Linked DNA regions of Sus scrofa: region 1 is linked to region 2. A link is a contact called in public Hi-C data. All regions are on one chromosome and are shown on one strand. Each heading gives the region's core, a stretch centred on a gene start, on an enhancer-like site or on the middle of the called end of the contact. The rest is flanking DNA. Distances are from core to core; before and after follow the strand shown.

Region 1 (5,089 bases), core at 151-2,650, 120 kb after region 2:
ATCTTAATATTGTTTTGTGGAAAACTTGAAAATTTGAGAACAAACTTCATCTAGAAAAATGAATGTTTAAGAGCAATAAAGAGAATTGAGGAGAACTAGAATTATTTAGGAGAGACTTGACCTACCAGACATCAAAATAGTCTAAAAATAAACTATGGAAATCAAAGCCATACAAATACTGGCACAAGCAGATCTTTGGAAGAAAACAGAATGTCTAAATGAATTAAATTGGTACAAAATCGGAGTTCCCGTCGTGGCTCAGCGGTTAATGAATCCGACTAGGAACCATGAGGTTGCGGATTCGATCCCTGATCTCGTTCAGTGAGTTAAGGATCCGGCGTTGCTGTGAGCTGTGGTGTAGGTTGCAGATGAAGCTTGGATCCCACGTTGCTGTGGCTCTGGCATAGGCCAGCGGCTACAGCTCCGATTGGACCCTTAGCCTGGGAACCTCCATATGCCAAGGGAGCGGCCCAAGAAATAGGCAAAAAGACAAAAGAAAAAAAAATTTGTACAAAATGGATTTAGGAGACTAAACCTCCATGATCTGTCATTAAATGCTAAAATATCCTTAAATAATTAATATTTGTTACTCTTTCCAGTTGACAAATCAAATTTACCTATACCCTTATAACATCACTATGATATACATAAAAATGTAAGTAATTAACATATATTGCACTTGATGGTTTGATAAGGTCAGCATTTTTCAATGGACGGTTTTTTTGTTTTGTTTTGTTTTGTTAAAGCCGCACCTGCGGCATATATAAGTTCCCCAGCTGGGGGTTGAATGCAAACTGCAGCTGCCAGCCCACGCCACAGCCACACTGGATCTGAACCACATCTTTGATCTACACCGCAGCAGAGGCAACACAGGATCCTTAACCCACTGAACAAGGTCAGGGATTGAACCCAGCATCCTCATGGATACTAGTTGGTTTCATAACCCGCTGAGCCACTGACGGGAACTCCTCATCTGATGGTCTTACTCTTGTTTAACTCATTGTTTTTCACTTTGCTCTCCAGACAACTTCTAGTTTCTTCAACACTGCAGTTTCATTCATTTATATATAAAAATTCATTTGTGTATAAAGATGACCAGGAGTTCCCCCTGGCTAAGCAATAACTGAAACTGACTAGTATCCAAGAGGACACGGGTTCGAGCCCTAGCCTCCATCAGTGGGTTAAGGATCCTACGCTGCCATGTGAGGTGCGGTATAGGTTCCAGACGTGGCTTGGGTTCCCAGTTGCGGTGTCGTAGGCCGGCAGCTGCAGCCAGGATTTGACCTCCTAGCCTCGGAACTTCCATATTCCACAGGTGAAAAAAGAAAAGGGAAGGAACAGATCAACACCTCATTGGAGAATGTTCTTCCCTGTCTCTCCTAGCAATTACATGACCCCACCCTTCAAAAGCCTTGTTCAGAAGAGACAACCGACCTCACTCCTCTTCCTCAAACAAGGGCCCGACACAGGCCCAACCCCCTACTTGCCCCAGAAGCTGCCCCCGCGACTCGCCAGGCGGGACTAGCTCCGCCCACGCCGACAGCCTCCAGGGTTCGAAGGCCCCGCCCCCTTGGAGGAACTTCCCAAAATCCTGCGCGGCGGGCGTCAGCTGCGCTAAGATGGCGACTCCCATGCATCGGCTCATAGCCCGGAGACAAGCGTAAGTGAGGGCCGGAGTCGGGCCGCGGGGCGGGCTGGGGGCGGGGAGAAGCGCGTCAGCCAGCTGGTGAGCGGGCGCCGGGATGCTGGGCCAGTGTCAGATCCTCTTTGTGACTCGGCCGAAGGTGCCGTTTTTCTCATACGTTGCCTCCCCGCAAGGGGCTGGGGCCCGGGCGTTAAGTTTGATGTCCGGTGGACTAGCGATTTCGTGGACGACGGCTGAGTAGGACCGCTAGGCGGGACCTAGGGGTGTCTGAAGAGAGTTTAGCGTTTGGCTCCCGGTTACGGGACGCCCCGGAGTTGGTCACTAAGCGATTGATGCCCCTTTGACAAGTTAGCCGCCCACCCCACGCGTGACAGGGAGAAGCTTGCAGCCCTCATCCAACACCCCCTTTTCTCGCCGACGTAAACCTTCCGCTTCCTGTGAGGGCCTCCAGCCCATCTGGCTTTACCTGCTCCCTTCCTGTTACCTTCCCTAGAAACAGCTGACTACGACGCCGACTTTTTCCCGAACTATCTTCTCACTTTCTGCCGTTCATTCTCTTCAGCAGAATTTAATAAGCATTGCCTATCATTCTATGTCAAGTTTGGGGTATGAGGAAAAAGAAGTGTTCAAGGCAAAACCTCTGCTTTCAGAAAGCTTACATTCTGTTGGTGGAGTCGATAAACTAAACATTTTACGTAAATACAGTTGATAAGAGCTTTGAAGAGGAAATAAGAGGTGATGGAAAGAGAAAGATCCACGTTTGGTTGGTTGGCCAGGAAAGACTTTTCTGAAGAAATGTTTCTGTGGCATTGGAAGAGATCTGAAGTGTGAGAAAGGAGCCAGTCCTGAGAGGACTAAAGGAAAGAGCATCTAGACTGGAGTAGATACCTTGAGACAGGAAAGAACTTCGTTTTTAAGAACCGAAAGATGGCCAGTTGTAGCTAATGAGCTAGTGAAAGGGCGCGCAACAAGAGGTTTGCAGTGAGGAGATAATGAGGGAGTTCATGCCGGATGCCCCCCAACGTGTTTTTTTTTTTTTGGCCATGTCTGAGGCATGTGGAAGTTCGAGGACCAGGGATGGAACCTGAGCCCACAGTAGCCATCTGGGCCACTGCAGTGACAATGCTTCCTAAACCCGCTGTGCCACAAGAGAACTCCCCAGATGCCCCTTTCTTGTAGTCTTTTTTTCTTCTTCTAACCTGCACACTTAACTGTCTGCCGCTTTTTCACTCTCAGCCATTTTTGCCCTCACCATTTTCTCATTTATTGCCCACAGTCTGCTCGAATGTATGTTTATATTTCTTTTTATATTTATATTTTTTTATTTTAAGAACTCTGATCATCCACGTCTCCCTTTCTTCAGACTCTTCCTCTCATGCCCCATGAAAAGAGTCCCTTGAGCGTAAGGATAAAGACTTAGGGAATCAGAGTAAGTAGTATGCTGGCTGGAGGAAGGGCACTTTGAAGTCAAATGGTTCTGAGATTAAGAATGGAGTGACAGTACTTAATAGGTGTGTGCCTAATAATGTCACCAGGGTCTAATCTCTCACTCTCAGGTTTGTTCTTTTGTGTGTTGGTTCCATACTTGGATAGATTCACTCCTTTGGTCCTAAGAGGCTGTTGTATTTAGGGTCCTTTATGTCCTCTCAGCTTCAAGTTGATAGCATCTCACTGTCTAGGTTGGGTTCTATGCCCTTCCCTGAACCAGGTCTATGGGATTATGAAGCTATGATTGATTTGGATATCATTTTTTTTCCTAGCATAATTGAACGGATCTTTATAAGCCAAAGAAGAGCTCAGTGGTGGTGGTAGTTTGGTCAGAGGAGGTAATGATTGCTAGAGTGACAAAACCAACCAATATCCACTGTAAATATGAAGTGAAAGTAAGACTTCTAGTACTTTTAGCATACGTTTTGGAAGTATCACAGAATTAAACAAATGTTCCATTTTTGCAGTGTGTCTTTATGTAGTACATGAGCTTCACCGAAGTAAAAGACAACTCAGCTTTAGGAGGTTTTGGTCTTACTGGGAAGCAAACATGGTGTGTAATAAAACATGTCATGGTTTACAGACTGTCAGGAGTCCCCAAGTAGTCAGAGAGGGAGACCCTTTAGAGGCAAGGGCAGTCCAGTATTTTTGGGGGTGAGGGGAAGGCAGAATAGGAGCATTTACTTTGCATTTTATATTTATCAAAAAGATTTAACTTTGTAAGTTCCCTGGTGGCCTAGGAGGTTAAGGATCCAGCATTGTCACTGCTGTGCTTGGGTCATGGCTGTGGCATGTGTTCAGTCCCTTGCCCAGGAACTTCCACATGCTACAGGAGCAGTGAAAAAAAAAAGATTTAATTTTATTTATAAAGAGCATATATCACTTTCATAAGAACACTTTTAAACTACAGGTTATATACGAGAAAGTACTATTGACATTCTTTTTTTAAAAGTCTTTGGAGGAAAAGAGGAAATTTTGAACTTCCCATTCAGAACATCTTTCAGGAACCTAACTTTGAATCAGACTTAAACACAATTATATGCAGAATGAGAAGAGTAGAAGTGAAACCCAGTAAACTTGAGGACTAGGTTATAGAGTCCTAATCCAGTCTGAATATGTTTAAGGCACTTGGCCCAGGTATTTGCTCCCCAACATACCAGAGATTTTCCAGGTGAGACGGCTGTGCTGCTGCTGGTAATCTGAGGAACTCTGGCAGACAGAAGTGGTGCTGAAGGATTGGATGTAGGCAAATGCTGTTTTGATTTTCATAGTGTGAATAGTAGATTCCACAAACTAGACCAGTGAACTTGACATCCATTCCAGGCAAAATCTGGCTGGATCCACTCAGAAAGAAAAGCCAAAATCACCAGGTATCACATCATTACAGATGATGTGCCTTGTTACCTTTTATGTATTTATATTTCAGTAAGGCACTTTGGAGAGTCTCTCAGGGTATCCCTGAACAAAACAGGACAATTAGGTAGATCCATTGAACATCATGGACAAAGAATATTGTGTAATGGGTTTAATGAATATGTAGCGGCATCTCATGATGGCCTGCAGAGTCTGGTCCTGAGTTTGGTCTTGTCAGCATTTTTATAAATGACTTGGATGAGGACACATTAGCATATTTATCAAACCTGCAGTGGACACAAAGCTGAGAGGGATAACTAATACAATGGATGACTGAATCCCGATCCAAAAAGTTCTTGACAGGCTAGAACTCTATGTTGAGTCTAACAAGAAGGAATTTAACAAGGGTAAAGTAAATATTGTAATGGTATTTTTTGTAAAAATTTTAATTTCCAATTGTTTGTTGCTAGTATTTTGACTTTTCTATATGGACCTTCTATCTTGTGATCTTAATAAACTCATGTATTTGTTCTCGTAGCTCTATTTTGGATTCTTAGGGATTTTCTGGATAATCATTTACATTTTTTATTTAGTATGTACATT
Region 2 (5,622 bases), core at 2,538-5,037:
GGAGGTTAAGAAAACGCAGGAAATTAGTACTGTAATTAAGTCCTAGCACTTACAGCTGGATACTTTATCACCAGAAATTCACAACAGCTTGGGTGGTGGTGAATTAAAACAGGAAATTGTTACGCTCTGAAGTTTCAGAATCTTAATAATTTGCTCCAAACATAGAGAAGGCTGAAACAAACAAAAACAAAACAAAACAAAAAACCCAGCATTTTTCTCCTGGAGAGTCTTTAAAAAAAACTATAATAAAGACGCCAGGCTTGTGGAGATCCCGTCATGGCTCAGTGGTTAACGAATCCAACTGGGAACCAAGAGGTAGCGGGTTCGATCCCTGGCCTTGCTCAGTGGGTTAAGGATCCAGTGCTGCCACGAGCTGTGGTGTAGGTCGCAGACGCAGCTCGGATCCGGTGTTGCTGTGGCTCTGGCGTAGGCTTTTGGCTACAGCTCCGATTCGACCCCTAGCCTGGGAACCTCCATATGCTGCGGAGTGGCCCTAGAAAAAGCAAAGAGACAAAACAAACACCAGACTTGTTAAGAAAACACTCTTAAGTCCTTACAACTGAATCAAAGAAGACTTAATTGTCTAAGTTGATTTAGAACACTTGAGATTGACAACAAATGGAGATTCTAAACCTACTATAACAATACAGGACTTTAAGGAAGGGGGATTTTAAATAGCTACATACGAACGGCTGGGTTACAAGGGTTTTCAGTTTCGGGTTAGTGAATATAGTTTTTTTTTCCTTTTAATAGCGCTGCTCCCTTCTCACACTCACGTAAGATCACTGATGAACACTTTGTTCTTCTAAGGATCGACTGTTCCACATGGGGACTTAAGCTTTCTCCTCACAGAAAGCAACAAACATGAGGAAAATATCCAATTTAATAAAGCAGACCAACAGCTGAGATTTTAGGCACATTTCCATGCCAGCATTTGGTAGAATAGGAAAAATAAGCAAATGGAAATCAAAATACCTCATTTCCAGTCTTGACTTGTGATCCTGGACAACACGCTCACCTCTGTCAGCACTTTCCCCAGCCTTTAGAGCCACTAAGTCTTTTTTTTTCTTTTATCAAGGCCACAGCGGCATATTGAAGTTCCCAAGCTAGGGGTAGAACTGGAGCTGCGTCTGTGACCTACAGTTCCGCAGCTCACAGTAATGCCGGATCCTTAACCCACTGAGTGGGGCCAGGGTTCGAACCCATATCCTCAGATACTAGATGGGTTCCTTACTGCCAAGCCACAACAGGAACTCCAAGTCTCTTCTAGCTCTAAAATTGCATCATATTAGCCCACCTTAACTCACGGGAGCATTGGGCAAAAACAACAAGATCAAGTACCGCATTTGCTTGTATTTGGATATTGAGTATCACAAAGTACAACACAAGTCAAGGAGCAAGGCCCAGCTTCTTTCAGCAATTGAAATGCAGACCCTTTGTCTCCCTCCACCCATTAAGCCATATACTCCTACACACCTGTCACCTGGTCCCCAGGAGCCTGCTTATGCTGGGCACAGGGTGTGAAGAGCCGGACAGTGTTGTAGAGGTGACTTCTGTTGGCTTTGGGGATCCCCTCCTTGGTAGCATATGTTTTATACAGCCTCTTCATGTAGCGCAAAGCTCTGGAGTCTGGCTGCAGCCTGGGCAACCCCCCATGCCCATCATACAGAACATTGAAGAGGGGGGAAGGGAGGCCAGATCTGTGTCTCTCATCTGGAGGCCGCAGCAAGGACCAAGGCTCAGCCTCAGATTCCAACACAGCACTAGTTGCAAAGTGAGCTTCTCTTCTAGAAGCCTGAGAACCACAGCTAACAGGAAAACAGAACAAGGCAAAGCAGCAAAAACAAAGGAAGAATTTTCTGGGAAGCGCCATAGTTTGGAAGAACTAGCAGGGAACACATTTCCCCATACCAGTCTTCTTAAAAACCAGGAAGAGCAAAGGTTGGTTTCTTAAATAAATTTTAGGTGTGTGGGTGGGCTAGGTTCATTTCTGTAATCAGACCTCAAGGATGCCTAGCTGAAGATAATTTTTATCAGCTGTGTGTCGGCTATAACACCCTATTTATTCAATTTGTCCTAATTAGATACAGATTTACTTGGTTATTCAGCTTCGGTCTCCCTTTTCCCCTGAGATTTACTTAAACATCTCAAGTTGCTATACTAATCGACTAGCTGTGCAGCTGAAAGGCTAAGAGGAATTAAGGAATGACCTTAAAAACACCAATTTTTTTGTGAGAGATTAGGATTCTTAAAACGTTTCTTAGGTGCTTGCTGAAATTCCCATGACATGCGGAAAAGCTAATTTATTATTCATGATGATACGCAGATCTGTTGGTATGCAATTTATGGTATTAGGTTTACTCCTTTCATTCTCACCACCTCTCCGCTTCCAGGTGCTTAGAATAATTATTTACTGCAAGTTACTTCGGAGGGTGAAAGTCACAACTGGCACTGAAATTCCAGAGAGCAGAGAACTGTTAAGTTCCCTAGTTCTGAAAAGGAGCTTAGGAAGGATGTATAATTGGAAGACTGCAACATGCTTTAAAAAGTAGGACGTCACCTTTGATCCTGACATTTTAAAATGTAGTATCTTGATGTCTTTACTTTCCACATTTATCTATACATACTTTTAGTTGAAAGGTTTAGATATTTTCAGGTGCTGGAAAATCAAAGTTTTATTTTTCATCGATCGTCCAGAAGGTGGGAGAATTTTCTAGGGTATTTGTGTTTTCATCTGTTTCAAGTATGTTCTTGCCTCTGGTCTGAGATTAGGTTAGAGATAATGTTTTAGAGAAAGAAGACAAGGCTGCACCTTAAATAGCTGAGTACACTCAAGGTACAAGATAAAGAAGCCGTCTATTCAGTACCTAGGCTGATAAAACCGAGGTATATCTGTAAATTTTAGGTTTATCGCCTGTTCAGCCTCCCTGGCCCTTGGTTAGGAAGGGTTATAAAACACAACCAAACTGCTGAAAACGAGCTTGGTCTTAAATGACATATGACCAGCAATTCCGTGTACGGAACATTCACAGATACGCTGCATCAAATGAAAAAGTCAGTCAGCTGTACAGGGCGGCAGTAGCCGCCTTAAGTAGAAAGCATTTTCCAAACAAAAACAAAAACAAAAAACGGCATCACCTGCAACATTCCTGCCTCCCTTCCTTGGAAATGGAATGAATTGTGGGTCACGTGACATCCCGCTCTAGGCTGAACTCTGTCGGGGTGGGGGAGCGGGGGCTATGGAGGTCGCCTCTTGCCACCACTAACAGCAGTTCATCAGTTGCTGGACAATTATTTGAGGTCTCCCGTGGCTGAGTTTAAGGAAACGTTTTTATTCTCTCTCGGGAAAACCTACACCCTACCAGTGAAATATAATCCAGATTGCCAAGAGAAGCCCCAGATTCGTGTCCCTGATTCGTGTCCTGGAGTCTCGAAGGGTCTGAACATAAACGAGCCCCGATCCTGCTACAGAACAAGACCGTGTAAAACCTCGCGTCAGGTGCAAGGCGGCTGGACTTCCTTCGACCTCAGGGGCGCTCTCCACCGCGCGATGACGCCGGGCCCTAAGCGCGCTGCCAGCGCGGCGCTTGAGGTCGGCGGGCCCCTTGCTCTCCGACTCTTAGTCCGCTCGTTTCCGGCCGCTTCTTGCGTCTTCCGGGAGAGGTGAGGCCCGAGGAAAACCTTGAGCCACGCCGGAGCTCCAGCGCCCGCTCAGCCGTGCTCTGCCCGGACCCCGGGCAGGCGCCGTCCATCACACGTCACCTGAAGGGGGTACTTAACTCCCACACTGGAAGCAATGGCGCCTTCCCCTGGAGAACGCCGGGAATGGGTCCTCCCGGAAGTGACCTCACCGCCTCCTTGCGCAGCGCCCGATCCTACCGGAAGTGGCAGGCGGAAGCCGGTGAATCCCGTCCTGTGGAGGGCGAGGTGACCTCGGTTTGGAGAGTAGGGTCCGGTTGCTCGGTCTCGGTGGCCCCGGGAGGGATCAGGAGCTTTGGGGAGGACCTCGGGTTGGGGACGGCGCATCCGGAGCCTGAACCCAGCGCTTGTTGTCTTTCCGTCTTGCAGGCGCAGGTGCGATCATGGGTCGCGAGTTTGGGCATCTGACGCGGATGCGCCATGTGATCACCTACAGCTTGTCGCCCTTCGAGCAGCGCGCCTTCCCGCACTACTTCACTAAGGGCATCCCCAATGTGCTGCGCCGCACTCGGGCGTGCATCCTTCGTGTTGCGCCGCGTGAGTGTCCTGGCTGGGCGGGCGGTGGGGGGGGAGCTGGACTCCTAGTCACAGTGGGAACTGCGGGTCCCCTCAGTGCTCTGCTACGAGTAGGCACTCTGCAGCTCTCTGTACACACGTTTTCTCGTTGAATATTCCTGAAGGCCCTTGAACTGGTCATATCATCGTCCCCATCTTCCAGATGACAGGGGTGAGTCACATAGAACTTATATGACTGGTCCAAGGTCACTTGGGACGCCAACGTCTTCCTCTGAGGTCACCTTTACCCACTTTTCCCTTAGCGCTGAACTGTTTTGTATTAAGGGTGCAGCTAATAGGATAATTGCACATCTTTGTGACTTTGCTACCTATAGAAATATATTTCAAAATGGTTAAATGATAAAGTTCATGTTACGTGAATTTTATCTCAGTTATCTCAGTATTTTAAAAAGTGCAACAGGGGAGGGATAGGCACACATTTTCCTGGGTAAACCCTTTTTACATACCTGCAAAATGGGTGTGTAATGTAACCTTTCTTGATCATCTGTTTTAAGAGTGTTTTCTTAGAAATTACAGGCAGGAGAAGTTCCCGTCGTGGCGCAGTGGTTAACGAATCCGACTAGGAACCATGAGGTTGCGGGTTCGGTCCCTGCCCTTGCTCAGTGGGTTAACGACCCGGCGTTGCCGTGAGCTGTGGTGCAGGTTGCAGACGCGGCTCGGATCCCGCGTTGCTGTGGCTCTGGTGTAGGCCGGCGGCTACAGCTCCGATTCAACCCCTAGCCTGGGAACCTCCATATGCCGCGGGAGCGGCCCAAGAAATAGCAACAATAACAAACAACAACAAAAAGACAACAAAAGGACAAAAAAAAAAAAGAAATTACAGGCAGGAAATCAGAATATACTGTGAGTTATAAGAGGACTGGGACCCATGTGTCTTATGTGTGTTTTCTGCTTACTCTTATTCTTTTTATAGCATTTGTAGTGTTTTATCTTGTCTACACATGGGGAACCCAGGAGTTTGAGAAATCCAAGAGGAAGAATCCAGCTGCCTATGAAAATGACAAATGACCAACTCATCAGGATGATGGTTCCTTGTCTCTGAAAGACCCATCTCTGGGAGAAGAGTCCACATTGTAGTGTCTTGAAGACACAATAAACTTTCTATGGGCTGCACTGTTACGATTTTGCGTTTTTGTGAGCATAATCCTTGGATGTGACTGGTAATTTTCAAGTTCATGAATTCCTCTCCCAGCATGAGTCCTGAACCATTTTGGCTAGTGTAAGTTTGGTGAAGGATTGTGGCTCACCTTTTGTTCTGTAATCCACAAGAATGTAGCTGCAGCTACTCCTGTACTTGACCTGTTGTGAATAACACGGACTACAGCGAATGTTGGCTTTCTGCCCTCT

The links. Hi-C and Micro-C count contacts between places; a contact is called where the count stands out from the background.
Region 1: a Hi-C map of skeletal muscle shows a contact between it and region 2, with 2.9 times the contacts expected there. The contact joins the promoter of ZCCHC10 here to the promoter of LOC100524308 in region 2. A contact is called at or near these places in 3 of 47 Hi-C or Micro-C datasets (heart right ventricle and skeletal muscle) and 2 of 2 datasets of contacts at active chromatin or transcription factors (alveolar macrophages and skeletal muscle).

The regions. Positions count from the first base shown.
Region 1 is chr2:135,304,454-135,309,542 of Sscrofa11.1, forward strand. ZCCHC10 (zinc finger CCHC domain-containing protein 10) reads left to right here and starts at 1,401. Exons shown (of 4, transcript XM_003123930.3): 1 at 1,401-1,660. The coding sequence starts at 1,620.
Region 2 is chr2:135,182,579-135,188,200 of Sscrofa11.1, forward strand. LOC100524308 (cytochrome b-c1 complex subunit 8) reads left to right here and starts at 3,788. Exons shown (of 3, transcript XM_003354278.4): 1 at 3,788-3,927; 2 at 4,069-4,236; 3 at 5,189-5,622. The coding sequence starts at 4,083. The coding sequence ends at 5,283. It overlaps GDF9 (growth differentiation factor 9), which reads right to left and starts at 1,873. Exons shown (of 2, transcript NM_001001909.1): 1 at 1,477-1,873. The coding sequence starts at 1,873.